Linked DNA regions of Danio rerio: region 2 is linked to region 1. Evidence: chromatin contacts called from public Hi-C data. All regions are on one chromosome and are shown on one strand. The core of a region is the stretch at or near the end of the contact, and the rest is flanking DNA. Distances in the headings are between cores, read along the strand shown. Region 1 has its middle 17 kb from the start of tcea2. Region 2 holds the start of ccm2l (CCM2 like scaffold protein).

Region 1 (2,824 bases), core at 104-2,603:
ATTAAAAAAAAAATCTCAGGAGCGCTAATAATTTTGACTTTAACTGGCAATGGTTTTGAATAATCGTGATTACAATTATGACCAAAATAATTGTGATTATGATTTTTCCCAAAATCGAGCAGCCCTACTATTATATATGTATTTTTAAGTACCAAAAAAATAAATAAAAATCTAAACGCATGCTTAAAATTCCAACATAATAGTGAAAATAATTAAAATAAATAACTTTAAATAATTATTTAAATTTTGCTCACTCGCGCAATCTGCTTGTCAACGTGTCGTAAAGGCAAAATCAAAACAAAAATGGCAGACAAACGTAAATGCAGGGATTCTTCAGAGGCGAAGAAAAAGATTAGACAGTATGACAAAGCCTACCTAAATTTTGATTTTATTGAAGGCCAAGACAAGTTAAAACTGATTAATTAATATTTTCTATACATATTACTATATATCAATATTACACAAACACACACACACACACACATATATATATATATATATATATATATATATATATTTATATATATATATATATACACACACAGTACATATGTATGTGCGTGCGTGTGTATTTATATGGTGGGGGGCTCCAATGTTTGCATATGTTCATGGGGGGGGCCCCAAAGAAAAAGGTTGGGAACCACTGCTCTAAACAACCAATTTTAAACTTTTAGTAAATATATGTGTGTCCTAATAGTGTTTTTAGAAATGTGGGACATATGACTTTATACATCTCAAATAAATGTGTTTGTTTTGTGACCCTTGCGCACACCTAACCCCGCCCCTAACCCTACACAGTGAGGTCACTAGCTCCTTTGAGTGTATTGTGTCTTGAGCTTGCATGTGTGAGTCTGCGTATCTCATCTTGCATATGCAAGTCTGCAGGCAGATACTACTGAATCGGGCTGGCTAAATGAAAGAAAGTAGCTCAGGTTGGGAACAATTGAATAAATGATGACAATTTTTATTTTCTGGCTAAGTTATCCCAGTTAACACAAGTAAATGATGTGATTTCAGCTGAACTGTTGCTTTAAACCATGAAGATGATGAAGGAAGAGGAAGAGCGAGAGTGACAGGAGCCCTCACTGCAGCCAGAGGAAATGCGAACACCTCAGCTTTACTGTCCCGCTATTCTTCTGTCAATCCCCGAGGACAGACGAGGAGAGCGAGGGAGAGATGGGGAAAGAAAACAGAACAAAACCATCCAAACACAAAACAAAAAGCCGTGTGTGCGAGCGCGAGTGGTGACGGGCGGCAGCAGGAGGAAGCGGTGAAGAGGAAGAGCGCGGAGGTGCGTGTGAGAGTGAGAGGAGCGACGGCTTCCCACACAGAGACTCCACACAGCAGCTCCGTGACCCGCTGAGAGCTGCCGAGGGGAAGACCAGCACAGGGTCAAGGCTGAAGGACGAGGGGGAAGAGGGGGGCAAGGCAGACCCGCCGGACGTCTTTATTTTACTGCTCAAACGGGTCTGCAAGCTGACAGTGGTATCTTGAGACAGACCTGAAGGGGGATTTTAGGACTGAGGCGTTACTTCTTGAGAGAGAGAAAGTGTTTTCACAGGACTGAAGCGGGAATGAGGGCAGTAGACAGGAGGTGGCTGAGAGAGTGAGGGTTGTTTTGTTACTGGATTGCACATGCACGTTTTATTATATATTCAGTTGTCTGAGAAATATGTATAATATTTTCCATTTAATTTCCTTTTAATAGTCTGCTAATAGTAAGAATTGTACCTTAAAATAAAGCGACCAATTTATAAAGAAAAAATAACAACAGCTAATTTTAAAATACAGCAGTTACAGTTTGAACCAGAAGTTAACATACAATCTAAAAAAGGAACAAAACCATTTTTTGGCCCATTTCCCCTGACAGAATTTGTGTAACAGAGTCAGATTTGTTGGCTGTCTTGCTCGCACAAGCATTTTTCAACTCTGCCTAAACATTTTCTATAGGATTGAGATCAGGGCTTTGTGATGGCCACTCAAAAAACATTCACTCTGTTGTCCTTAAAGCACATTGTAACTAATTTGGCAGTATGCTTAGGGTCATGGTCTGTTTGGAAGATCCATTTGTGGCCAAGTTTTAATTTCCATGCTGATGTCTTGGAATGTTGCTTCAGTATTTCTACATAATGCTCTTTCTTCATGATGCCATCTATGCTGTGAAGTGGACCAGTACCTCCTGCAGCAAAACAGCCCCACAACATGATGCTGCCACCCCCATACTTTACAGTTGGGATGGTGTTCCAAGACTTGTAAGCTTTCCCCTTTGTCCTTCAAATGTAACACTGGCCGTTATGGCCAATCAGTTCAATCTTAGTTCCATCAGACCATAGGACATATCTCCAAAAATTAGTCTTGTTCCCAGTGTAATTTAGCTAATTGCAATCTGGCTTTTTGTTGATTCTGGCTTGTTGATTTCCCCATGTTGTCACACAAGGAAAGCAGTGTGTTTGAGGTTTTCCTCTAATACTATTCTACAGCTGTGCCTTCGATTAACTCAAATGTTGTCAATTAGTCAATCAGAAACTTCCAAAACCTTGACACCATCATCTGAGCTTTTTCAGAGGCATAATAATCTTATTGTATGTAAACTAGACTTTCAAGAAAAGTTATAACAAATTCTCAAAACAAATCTTGCTCATTATTCTGCTATTAAGCATAACAGAAACACATTTAATAATCTTAACTTACCTAAAAGAGAAAAAGTTTAGTCACATTATTATTAACACATTACTTTTTTTTAAATGGTTATGTGCCTTTTAAAACAGTGTATGTAAACTTCTGGTTTCAACTGTATATTGCAATTAGTTTTGTTTATATTTTT
Region 2 (2,824 bases), core at 195-2,694, 290 kb before region 1:
AGTGTTTCTCAACTGGTGGATCGCAGGAACATTTTCAGTGGGTCGCGGAGTGTGTGGTCAAAAAAACAAAAAAAGTTTTTTTTTGTTTTTTTTTTTTACCTATTTTGCATATATCTGACTTTTATTTTGAAATGCGCACACGACAGCCATACCGTTTAACATGTGAAATTTCATTTAATTATAGCAACAAATATGTCGAAGCGCAAGTATAACCTCGAATATGCAAAGTGTGGATTTACATATATTGATGACAAAAAAGGCTTAACACCTGCTCTCACTACATATGACATCCCAGTTGCAAGGACAAACCTGTATACTATTTTCAAAGATGACTCCAATAGCTGAGGGCATCGCTCACAAAAGTGCCTAACATCTTCATGTTCAAGTACAGGCACTTCCGGAATCTTACTATGCTCACCGTGTAGCAAAGGCCAAGAAAGCCCACACAATAGCAGAAGAGCAAATAACTGGTGATTATTATAAAAATGGTTATGATTATTTAAAAATTTTTACTTAAATTTGCAGATTTGTTCTGTTCAACAGGATCAGTGTTAACGGTTCAGTTTAGTTAATGGTAATTTAACTTTTCCGTACCCTAATCATTGTTTACAGTATTTGACGTTTCTACTCTGTATTATTACTATAATTTGATACATTTTTTTAAATGACAGAGATAAAGTATTGTTTATTTGTAAGTCTTGGTAATTTTCCATCACTACTTGTGTATGTTAATAAATAAATACTGAATTATAGTTCCTAAAATTATATTATAGTTCCTAAAAATTTGGGTCGCGGCTTGATGACCATGTAAAAATGTGGCCAAACCAGTTGAGAACCACTGCTGTAATGGGGAAAACCTGCAGGCACTGCTCTTTTGAGTCACTTTTTAAAAATTGCTAAGTAGCCAAATTAATTTTAAAAATTGCTACATCTATTGCTAGGTGCTTTCTGAAAAAAAAGTTGCTACGTTAGTACGAAATGTTGCTAAATCTAACAAAATAAAACAAAATTGCTCAGTTGACAACACTGACTACTCAGTAAATACTGAAAACAACGCAAAAATAAAGTGTAACCAAATATTTTGATTTGAAATTTGGAAGTAATTTGATCAGAACAACACAAATACCATTTTACTCGAATATACACCTAATTAAAAAATAACCCAGAGAAATTCATAATTTTCAGGTCAGCTGAGATATGCTGTGTGAACTAACAAACTGCGTAACCGGCACAAAGTTATCAGCCGCAGGTACACATATACACAGTATGCATAAACAGACGAGGTCACATGATGCAGTTTACAGACAATGAACACACCAAAACAAACACACATTTAAATGAACATAGTTTCGCCATATATAACCATACAGAAGACTTACCTTCTTGGTTCGCTTGGGATCATAGTCCATTTTGACCAGCCCGATGGCTGGCTGTGCGCAAGTGTGTGTGTTTTTGTGTGTCTCTATGTAGGACAGGCCCAATCTCCACTCAGCCCTGTGGAGCCAGGAAACACACTTCCTGCACAGGAAACTCCACCAGAGACTCTGATCTGAATCCTCTGCACCTCCATTCTCAAAGCACTGATAACACACACACACACACACACACACACACACACACACACACACACACACACACACACACACACACACACACACACACACACACACACGCACACACACACACACACACCACTGAATAATACCTTGGCACTAAGTAGAAGTAAGCTGTGTCTCTTCACACAAATTACACCGTGTAAAAGTACCTAAACCACAAATTTATGAAGCAGAACTAAACTAAATTCTAAAGTCCCTCAGCCAGTTATTGAAATGTTATGTCTTTTTCCCGTTCAAAATAAATTTCAAAAGTTTAGTATCATATTTTATTTAATTCATATTAAATAAAAAGCGAACAAGCAAAATGACTAAGACAACAATGGCTGTGAAAAAAAAAACTATTTTTTTTATGATTGCTCACACACTAAAATTAAACTTTTCCCACAATTAGCAAAACCTAACACTTAAGGAGCAAAACACAAGGCCAGTTCTGCACAACTTTAACATTGTCAGTTTCATAGTATTTGCAAAACATTACACACATCGATTGCAAACACTAAACACACTTGGATGCTTTTGACACAAATATTTTTCATAATGGAATTTCCTTGCAATTTCAAAGCAAAGGCCTTCAAATGAACTAACACATGAACCATAGGTTAAACACAGCCATCAGGTGTGCACAAACTGCTGCAAAACTGTAGACACACCAATCAGTTAGAACCACGATAAAAAAGAAAGAGGTATTAAATATTACTCTTCAATAAACATGTTTACAGTAGTATAGCTATAAATATTACTCTTCAATAAACATGTTTACAGAAGTATAGCTATAAATATTACTCTTCAATAAACATGTTTACAGTAGAATAGCTATAAATATTACTCTTCAATAAACATGTTTACAGTAGTATAGCTATAAATATTACTCTTCAATAAACATGTTTACGGTAGTATAGCTATAAATATTACTCTTTAATAAACATGTTTACAGTAGTATAGCTATAAATATTACTCTTCAATAAACATGTTTACAGTAGTATAGCTATAAATATTACTCTTCAATAAACATGTTTACAGTAGTATAGCTATAAATATTACTCTTTAATAAATATGTTTACAGTAGTAAAGTTTTGAATATTATTCTTCATTAAATATGTTTATAGTAGTATAGCTATAAATATTACTCTTCAATAAACATGTTTACAGTAGTATAGCTATGAATATTACCCTTCAATAAACGTTTACAGTAGTATAGCTATAAATAT

What was found. A called contact is a pair of places that touch in the nucleus more often than the background predicts.
Region 2: a contact with region 1 is called in a Hi-C map of an unstated tissue, with 3 times the contacts expected there. The contact joins the promoter of ccm2l here to the enhancer-like site in region 1. A contact is called at or near these places in 2 of 18 Hi-C or Micro-C datasets (hematopoietic stem cells and an unstated tissue).

The regions. Positions count from the first base shown.
Region 1 is chr23:8,879,655-8,882,478 of GRCz12tu, reverse strand. No RefSeq gene overlaps it. Among named protein-coding and RNA genes, the nearest start is that of tcea2, 17 kb to the right of the region's middle. Within about 2 kb of position 1,353, at least 28 of the 62 cell types and tissues checked have an H3K27ac peak or open chromatin away from gene starts, as enhancers often do.
Region 2 is chr23:9,165,854-9,168,677 of GRCz12tu, reverse strand. It overlaps ccm2l (CCM2 like scaffold protein), which reads right to left and starts at 1,444. Exons shown (of 10, transcript XM_692004.9): 1 at 1,380-1,444. The coding sequence starts at 1,409.